Linked DNA regions of Zea mays: all the other regions are linked to region 3. The links are chromatin contacts, called in public Hi-C maps. All regions are on one chromosome and are shown on one strand. Each heading gives the region's core, a stretch centred on a gene start, on an enhancer-like site or on the middle of the called end of the contact. The rest is flanking DNA. Distances are from core to core; before and after follow the strand shown. Region 1 holds the start of LOC100280261. Region 2 holds the start of LOC100280293. Region 3 holds the start of LOC100382215 (Cyclin-dependent kinase inhibitor 5).

Region 1 (3,016 bases), core at 143-2,642, 290 kb after region 3:
CCGTTGGGACGCCACAACGTGGAGTAGGCAAGTGTTGGACTTGGCCGAACCACGGGATAAACCACTGTATCTATCTGTGTTGATCTTCTTGTGATTATTGTGCTTTGCTAAGACTCCTCTCTAGTCACTTGGCATTATTTGTGCTAACTCCTAATCTAGTTTTGTGAGTTAAATATCAAGTTTTTACAGGATCACCTATTCACCCCCCCTCTAGGTGCTCTCAGCGCCGGTCTGGACCAGGTCGCAGGGGTGGTCGTCTAGGGCTTGCTCTAACTATTTGAAGCTAAGGGCTCCTAATATACCTACCATATATATATATATATATATATATATATATATATATATATATATATATATATATATATATATATATATATATATATATATATATATATATATATATATATATATATTATAATTTAGTTTTATTTGAAAATTTAAAAAAAAAGGAAAACTTTCGCTGGCGGCCAAATAAAGAAAGCCGACAGTGGATATGATATTTTCACTGTCGGTTTCTTTAAGAAAAACGTCAGTAAAAATAAGCCAGTGTAAATAGCTCTAGGACCGTCACTATAAAGCTTATGTGTACTAGTGTCAGTGAGTAACTGCAAATACTTCTTTTTTTTGCCTCACCTCGAATCCGTTTTTAACGCCTCGTCGCTCTTTGTATGACCATATTTACGTGATATACATGCATTCACATGGATGCTCATTTCATAGCCCCCTCTCTCTCTTTACATGGTCCTACAACACAACTACAACACACACACCAAACTCTCAAAGGCCGGACGCCAATGACATTGCAGTGTGCAACGCAAGTCTTTGTTGGCGTCATTGTCTTGCCGACGCGTCACGTACGTACAGTAGTAGGACACGTTGCGCGCCCACGCCACACCACACCACGTACAACCGATGCCAACGGCCAACCTAAGGAAGAAGTCGAATGATTGTACTGATACGATACGAGACTGAATTCTCTTTGGTTTTTTTCCCCGATTTTGATTTTTAGTACGACTAGTTTAAAAACTTAAATCTCCTCTAAGATTCTATTCTCGGATACGTATTGAGTGTGTTTCCCATGTTTGACAGCAAAGAAATAGAGGGGATTACTGCTAAATAAGCCCTTCATGAGATGCTACATATAAATTGCAATATTTATAAAAAAAAATAAAAGTAAAATAGAAGGCTAAAAATAAAGATTTTTTTGGAGATACTCTTAGACTGAAGCATCGAGGAGGGCCGCATGCAATAGAGAATTGATGGGCCGAAGGTTACTGTACCTTTCCAGCGGGGCAGAGCCGCACAGTTCTCTCCCCCGGCTATATACACGCGCGCGAGCAGCTCTATAAATTCAGCCAGTCCAAGGCTAGGACGAGATCAGTTGGTAGTTCACCAGAGTTCACAAAAAAATCACAAGCAAGCAGTTGCGGGTGTAGCTCGCAACAATGGCGACGAACCCCGGCCTCTTCACCGAGTGGCCGTGGAAGAAGCTCGGCAACTTCAAGGTAGCTCCCGCCTCCCGGCCCCGGGGCCCCGTCTCAATAACCTGCGTGCGTACGTCCATGGCACAGAGCGGGGGAGAAGGTGAAGGAAAATTAGCAAGTCGTCTTCTGCTCACCGGCGGCGTGCCATGCCATGGCAATCTTGGGCGCACGGTATATGGCCATGAGCGCGCAGTGTCGGAACATGCATGCACGCATGGACTTGCTATACATACATGCATGCACCGGCAGCCGTGAGACCATCTGTGCATGAGTCTTATGCTCCTGTGCATCTCATGTTCCGGCCGACCCATGAGCATGGAAGGAAGCCACCAAAAGTTCATTAATTTGATAGGTCGCGTGTGCATGGCTGATCGACTCTCCTACAGTTCTTTTGTCTTTTGTTTTTACTTCCTGAGAATTCATGGAGTCAATTCGCTAGCCTACAGATCAAGGTCGAGGTCTCGGTCGAGCAGTGTGTGCTGTGTGCCAATCGTTGTCATGGTGGCTGATGACGTACGCTCGTGTGTGTGTGTGTGTGTGTGCATGCACGCAGTACCTGCTGCTGGCGCCGTGGGTGGCGCACGGCGGCTACCTAGCGGCGACCAAGGGGTGGAGGGCGGCCGACCTGGGGTACGTGGCCATCCTCCCGTCGCTGCTCCTCCGGGCGCTGCACAACCAGGCGTGGATCACGGCGTCCCGCCTGCAGAGCGCGCGCGGCCGGCGGCAGGTCGTGGACCGCGGCATCGAGTTCGAGCAGGTGGACCGCGAGCGCAACTGGGACGACCAGATCCTGCTCAGCGGCATCCTCCTGTACCTGGGCTCCACCTACCTGCCGGGGGGCCAGCACCTGCCGCTGTGGCGCGCGGACGGCGCCGCGCTCATCGCGCTGCTGCACGCCGGCCCCGTCGAGCTCGTCTACTACTGGCTGCACCGCGCGCTGCACCACCACTTCCTCTACTCCCGCTACCACTCCCACCACCACGCCTCCATCGTCACCGAGCCAATCACCTGTAAGCAGAAAGCTTCATTTCAATAGTAATTAATACGCCGGCCAAATCGACGACCTGCTAGCTGCCACTAATCAGTCATATGCAAGGTGTCCTCGACCTCAAGCTTAGCTATCGTACACGTACCACGACGGAGTCAATTTATCTCATTTGCATTCTGAGTGAAACAAATAGGTTTAAACCATTATATTTTGAATTACAGACTTCGAACTACCTCCATCCTGAAAAAGGGTGAACACTTCAAGTCCTTAGTCCACCGTCTAAGAGGTTTGTCGGGTTCTTTTTAGTCACCCTCATTAAACTTTAAGGAGTGTTTGAATGCAATATACAAATTAGCTAATAGCTGAATTATTATTTAGCCAGTTTGAATGTCTTTAGCTAATTTTAGCAGCTAACTATTAGCTTTAATACATTCAAACATCTCCTTTAGTCCGTAGAAATCGTATTTGAAAGATCTATTTTAGTCACCCCATTTGGTATTTTAGGGTACACTAAAGTTTAGTAGGTGGCAACGAAACAGCCCCT
Region 2 (3,469 bases), core at 703-3,202, 380 kb after region 3:
CGCCGTCGTCACAGAGCTTGCGGGGCGCCATCATTGCCTATTTGGCGGAGCTAGCCAGATGGGACACCGGTCTTGTTCTCTGCGGCCCGAGTCAGCTCGGGGTAGGGTGATGATGGCGCTTCCTGTTGACGTGGCTGGCTTGCGCCCTAGGTTGGGCGACGTGGAGGCTCCTCCGAAGCCGAGGTCGAGTCTGTCTTCCGTGGCCGAGGCCGAGTCCGAGCCCCTGGGTCGGGCGAGGCGGAGGTCGTTCGGTAGAGGCCAGGGCGGAGTCCGAGCCCTGGGGTCGGGCGAAGCGGAGTTCGTCGTCTTCTGGGGCTGAGCCCGAGTCCGAGCCCTGGGGTCGGGCGGAGCGGAGTTCGCCGTCTTCCGGGACCTAGCCCGAGTCCGAGCCCTAGGGTCGGGCGGAGCGGAGTTCGCCGTCTTCCGGGACCTAGCCCGAGTCCGAGCCCTGGGGTCGGGCGGAGCGGAGTTCGCCGTCTTCCGGGACCTAGCCCGAGTCCGAGCCCTGGGGTCGGGCGGAGCGGAGTTCGCCGTCTTCTGGGACTTAGCCCGAGTCCGAGCCCTGGGGTCGGGCGGAGCGGAGTTCGCCGTCTTCCGGGTCCTAGCCCGAGTCCGAGCCCTGGGTCGGGCGGAGCGGAGCTTCCTATGGTGCCTTTGGCAGGGCCTGACTGCCTGTCAGTTTCACTCTGTCAAGTGGCACTGCAGTCGGAGTGGCGCAGGCGGCGCTGTCCTTTTGTCAGGCCGGTCAGTGGAGCGGCGAAGTGACGGCGGTCACTTCGGCTCTGCCGGGGGGCGCGTGTTAGGATAAAGGTGTCAGGCCACCTTTGCGTTAAATGCTCCTGCGATCCGATCGATCGGTGCGGCGATTTAGTCAGGGTTGCTTCTTCGCGAAGGCAGGGCATCGGGCGAGCCGGAGATGTGTCCGCCGTTGGAGGGGGGCCTCGGGCGAGACGGAAATCCTCCGGGGTCGGCTGCTCTTGTCCGAGGCTAGACTCGGGCGAGACATGATCGAGTCGCTCGAATGGACTGATCCCTGACTTAATCGCACCCATCAGGCCTTTGCAACTTTATGCTGATGGGGGTTACCAGCTGAGAATTAGGAGTCTTGAGGGTACCCCTAATTATGGTCCCCGACAGTATTAGCCTTATGATACTTATAACTTAGTTAGAGCAACTCCAATAGTTATGTAAATTTTAGCTCTCTAAATCACATATTTAAGAAGTTGGTAAATAGCTTTTGGAGTAAAAAAATGTGAGTTCTCCAATAGTTCTCTAAATATAGGTTGTAATTTTGTTTTGTATTTATCCACATAAAAAATAAGTCACAAAAACTATATAATGCAGTCAACATTTTTGTTTAGGGAGTTGTTAAATGGTTGCCAAATGTAGAGAGAAAATGCGGTTAGATGATAAGTTGTTAAATTTAGAAAGTTCATTTAGAGAACTGTTGGAGAATAGTTTTCATGTTAACTACCTAAATTATTGATTTAGGAAGTCTTTTAGAGAACCACTGGAGTTGCTCTTATAGTTTTTCAACCTCAATCTTCAATTCTTTTCGACTCTACATCATCTAAAGTCGTTTTAGGTGGCATACCGACCTCAAAACAATCCTACAATCTTTCATCCTTTTCCTAAAGAGTACCTAAAATTATATTCGTCGCAAGCAGGCTTTAGGGAACGTTGGTGCCAAACAACTCTAAAAAGCCTACGCCCCTCCAAAATTCGGAATCTGATCATGTAAAAACTTTTGCAAACTCCGCAACCCGAAGAGCTAGTTTCCAAATCAGCCCCAAAAAGCCCACGAAAACCCTCCAGCCCTCCGTGCTGCGGCTCCTTCCGGTCCCCCACCACGCGCCGGACATGAAATATCCCACTCAAACCAACCTACCGCCCACAGACCCAAATCGGCACCCCGGAAGCCTCAAATCCGCTCTATTCCTCTCTCCCCCTCTCTCCCCCATCGCACCAGCAGGCGAGCGCGAGGCGGAGGAGTAGAGATGGAGTCGGACCAGGGCAAGCTTTTCATCGGCGGCATCTCCTGGGAAACGACGGAGGAGAAGCTGAGCGAGCACTTCTCCGCCTACGGCGAGGTAACGCAGGCCGCCGTCATGCGCGACAAGATCACCGGCCGCCCCCGCGGCTTCGGGTTCGTCGTCTTCGCGGATCCCGCCGCCGTCGACAGAGCGCTGCAGGACCCCCACACCCTCGACGGCCGCACGGTATGGCAACCCCACCTCTTCGCCGACGCGAAACCCTAGGTCGAATATTCGCAAACCAGCGCCGAATATTCGCTTTGGTCGTCTTCTCATCTGCCCCACCGTCCGGGCTTGACCAGGATTTCTCTCGGTTTGCGGTACTTTTATTGCCCCAGGTCGATGTGAAGCGGGCACTCTCGCGGGAGGAGCAGCAGGCCTCCAAGGCCGCGAACCCTAGCGGTGGAAGGAACTCCGGTGGCGGAGGAGGCGGCGGTGGCGGCAGCGATGCAAGTGGTGCTCGGACGAAGAAGATCTTTGTGGGCGGGCTGCCCTCTACTCTGACTGAGGATGGGTTCCGGCAGTACTTCGAGACCTTTGGCATAGTTACTGACGTAGTTGTCATGTATGACCAGAACACACAGCGCCCACGTGGTTTCGGGTTCATCACCTTTGATTCGGAGGACGCGGTTGACCGCGTGCTGCAGAAGACCTTCCATGATCTTGGTGGGAAGCTGGTTGAGGTGAAGCGCGCATTGCCCCGTGAGGCGAATCCTGGCGGCTCTGGTGGTGGTCGTTCTGGGGGAGGTGGGGGTTATCAGAGCAACAATGGCCATAACACCAGCTCTGGTAGCTATGATGGTAGAAGTGATGGTGGCAGGTACGGGCAGACACAACAGGGTAGTGGTGGTGGTGGCTATCCTGGCTACGGTGCAGGAGGCTATGGTGCTGGGGCAGCTGGATATGGATATGGTGCTAACCCTGCAGTTGGATATGGAAATTATGGGGCTGGAGGGTATGGGGGTGTTCCTGCTGCTTATGGTGGACATTATGGAAACCCAGGTGCAGCTGGTTCTGGTTACCAAGGTGGACATCCAGGCTCAAATAGAGGACCTTGGGGCAGTCAAGCTCCATCTGCATATGGAACTGGAGGGTATGGTGGCAGTGCTGGGTATAGTGCTTGGAACAACTCTTCTGGTGGCGGCAATGCTCTGAATAGTCAAGCCCCTGGTGGACCTGCAGGCTATGGAAGCCAGGGCTATGGGTATGGTGGATATGGAGGGGATCCATCATACGCTAGTCACGGAGGATATGGGGCTTATGGAGCACGTATTGATAGTGCTGGCAATCCTGCTACTGGTGGATCATCTGGATACAATGCAGGCTATGGAAGTGGTGGTGCCAACTCTGGCTATTCAAGTGCTTGGAGTGATCCTTCGCAAGGTGGTGGATTTGGCGGTTCGGTCAATGGAGGTGCTGAAGGACAGTCAACTTAT
Region 3 (3,316 bases), core at 268-2,767:
TAAATAATGTGACGGCTTATCCTTGTTATGGTCATCATATAGCACTACTTTATTTTGATTATCTAATGTGGTTTGCAGTTTAGTATGTTATTATAACTTGCCACATTAAAACACTACACTTCCGTAGCCCTCATTTTAATACAGGAATATATTAAACTAATTTAAATATATTCTTATTTTTATGTATACTCTACAAAATAAAAATTAAATACATTACTCAAAATGCCTAAAAAGACCCCTTAAAACACAAAGTTGCAACTCCTGTTTTTACTGCAGTATTAAAACTGACTTATTATACACAGAACAATATTTGGTAAACCAGCAAAAATCTATGTTTTTAAAACTGAAGCATTGTAAATACTATAATTGTTTTAAAGTATTTTAAATTTAAGTCTCGATCTCAGTTTTTAATATTGTGGTATTTAAAGTGTGATATTACCATGACTAAAGTATATTGTAGTATTTTAAAAACTATGATTTTCAAACTTTGTTTCTAAACAGGACCAAAAACCAGTTACCCCAACTAAAATCAGTTTTGGTTGGTTAGTGATTGTTTATGGAAAAAAGGCTATTGGATCTAAACACTCCTATTCACTTTTTTTTTTCTAAAAGTGAGTTTTCAGAAATCAAGAGTAGAAACAAGTTTTCAAGGAATCGGAGTAAATTCAAACAGGGTAGATCCTTAAAAAAACTAAAATCACTCTTTCCTCTCTTAGAGGGTGTTTGGTTAGAGGGACTAAAAATTAGTCTCTAGTTTCTAGTCTCATTTAGTCCCTTTTTTGCCAAACACTAGAACTAAAATATAGACTAAAATGATTTAGTCTTTAGTCCTTCACATAGGTGCTAAAAGAGACTAAAAGCCCACATGAGTGTATTCCAAGGACATTTGAGTCTTTGGATAGTGTATTTAATGACTTTAGAATCTATTTAGTCTCTAGAATCAAACAAGTAGGGACTAAAGTTTAGTCTAGAACTAAAGTTTGGTCCTATAACTAATTGAAACCAAACGTGGCCTTACCACACGCCCCTCGCACCAGGCTTTCTCTCTCTTAGACTGGCCGCAACGGACGCGGCGCGACGCCCCCTCCCCTTGCCCTGTAGCTCGCATGGCGGCTACAGGGCGCCTCCCAACGCCGCAGCGGTGGACGCTAGCCAGCGCTCTACGAAGAGGTAACGTTCTCTCTCCCCCTTGTTCTGGCGTTGTCTCTCTTCCCCTCTAAACACTGTTCACGTGGGCCCGCTTCCAATTGTTAGTAGATAAAAAATTTATAGTAGATGAAAAGTATGTATAAAAAATGATATTTTATAGTGTAGTGGGATATAGGGGGAGTATTTAGAGGGAACCGCTGCGGGAGATGAAAAAATAGGGGTGGAATGTTGATGATGTGACCCAAAAAAGTGATATAGGGGGAAAAATTTAGGGGAAACGGTTGCGGATAGCCTTACCTAAGCCACCCTTTAAATGGCAACACCAACACCCGTCCCGACCTCTTCTCTCCTAATTATTCCCGGGCTTCCTCCTGTGTACACCGCTCCCGCCCCGCCTACCATTTAACCCCCGCTTCCCCTGGCCTCTGCCGCCCCGCCGCACAGAATCGCTTGGTGCACCCGGCGACTCGGCGAGGGCCTCCCTGAAACCCTAGCTTGCCCAGCCCCGCCGGGCCATGGGCAAATACATGCGCAAGGTAAAGGTTTCCAGCGAGGTTGCCATCATGGATGTCGCCGCTGCTCCGCTCGGGGTCCGCACCCGCGCGCGCGCCCTCGCGCTGCAGCGCCTTGAGAAGCAGCAGGTGCAGCAGGAGGAGGGCTGCGGCGGTGAGTACCTGGAGCTAAGGAGCCGGAGGCTCGAGAAGCTGCCGCCGCAGGTGGCGTCCGTGAGGAGGTGCGGCGGGAGGAAGGTGGCGGCCACGGCCCCCGCCGCTATGGAGGAGGCGGAAGCATCGTACGGGGAGAACATGCTCGAGTCGGAGGCCATGGGGAGGTGAGTTCTTGGATTGAAATTTCTGTTGCGTTCTTGGGTTGCTTGCACGGGTTTTGGGTTTAGTGGATTCCGATTGTGTGGTACCAAGATTTTTTTTTTGGGACAGAAAGTTGGAATTTTAGCGCTATGCGTTTCTATTTGAATGCTTTCGTTTTTTTCCTTTTTCGCGCAGTGTGTTCGACTTCAAATTGGGAGTCATGCGAATCCCCCCAGCACGCTTGTACAGCTCCTATGCTTTCTTGCGGATTTTTCTACGCCAGGAACCCCTTTGCTAATTCTTGCCGTGCTCTCCTTGCGCTTAATTTTTTCGGCGGTGTATCTTCCATTCTCTTTTGAAATCAAAAGTCACCCCATATTTTAATGCCAAAACCATTGTCGCTGCCGTGTGTCCGAGAAATTAGTCTCTAATTCTTGCAATAATCGGTTGACGCCGTCCAAACTCCAACATCACCCCATAAAAGCCCCAATCCCACCTCTGGCTTGGCTTTGATTCTCTGAAGCACCGAATAAGTTGTGCTCAATCTTGTACCAGAGCGGCAGAGCCCAATTAATCCGCTAGCTTAGTGGAGTCTCTTGCAGTGGCCAGCCATGGCGTCCTCCTTTTTCCATAGTGGAACGGAAAAGTGGCCTCCTTTCCCCTTGTTCTTTCCCCTTCCCCATGGACGCACACGCCCTTGTTTCTTTTGCTTGCGAGGAGACGAGTAGCCGGGGACCCCTCAAATCTTTTACCAATCAATCAAAAGCCCTTACTTTTCGCAAGAAATTTCTCTGTTCCACCCTCGAAAAAGCGCCCTCTGCTCTCACCCTCCCTCACAGCCTCATTTCTCGCTTGGGTCTCTCACCACTGGCCTGTCACCTCTTTGGGAGGAAATGGCATGTCCTGGCAAGGTCTCTTCCTGGGCCATGGCCCGAAATTGGCATCGCCATTAAATGTTTGAGGTGAAAGGGTGGTCGGAGTCCTCCCCGTCTTAGCATACTAGAGTTTTTTTTAATATCCTTGCTGAAGCTAGGGCATGGAAGAACATTTCAAGATTAGGAAACTGCGGCATAGCTTTGCTCAGTATCACGAGCTTGTTTGCAATTTTTGTAGGTCCTACTTATCTTTCACAAGTGGTCCTCTTCCATGCTTAAACAGGTCAGAGTCCATGTTTAGCCCTGCTACGATTAGCCCCATCTATCTGTAGACTGAACGCTGGCTACACCCCCCCCCCCTCTCTCTCTCTCTCTCCATTGTGGGTGCACTTGCTCGCATGGAGAGAGATGAACGAAAGCGGTTGCTGTGCCATTTCTTTTGTCGTTTTTGGTTCACCATCGGGGCCAAGCCGTGGCGTGCTG

The links. A called contact is a pair of places that touch in the nucleus more often than the background predicts.
Region 1: a Hi-C map of ear shows a contact between it and region 3, with 2.4 times the contacts expected there. The contact joins the promoter of LOC100280261 here to the promoter of LOC100382215 in region 3. A contact is called at or near these places in 2 of 25 Hi-C or Micro-C datasets (ear and tassel).
Region 2: a contact with region 3 is called in a Hi-C map of leaf, with 6 times the contacts expected there. The contact joins the promoter of LOC100280293 here to the promoter of LOC100382215 in region 3. A contact is called at or near these places in 2 of 25 Hi-C or Micro-C datasets (endosperm and leaf).

What each region holds. Positions count from the first base shown.
Region 1 is chr5:31,183,105-31,186,120 of Zm-B73-REFERENCE-NAM-5.0, forward strand. It overlaps LOC100280261, which reads left to right and starts at 1,393. Exons shown (of 9, transcript NM_001153189.1): 1 at 1,393-1,505; 2 at 2,038-2,494. The coding sequence starts at 1,446.
Region 2 is chr5:31,275,154-31,278,622 of Zm-B73-REFERENCE-NAM-5.0, forward strand. It overlaps LOC100280293, which reads left to right and starts at 1,953. Exons shown (of 3, transcript NR_158746.1): 1 at 1,953-2,219; 2 at 2,372-3,469.
Region 3 is chr5:30,896,721-30,900,036 of Zm-B73-REFERENCE-NAM-5.0, forward strand. LOC100382215 (Cyclin-dependent kinase inhibitor 5) reads left to right here and starts at 1,518. Exons shown (of 3, transcript NM_001174972.1): 1 at 1,518-1,981. The coding sequence starts at 1,665.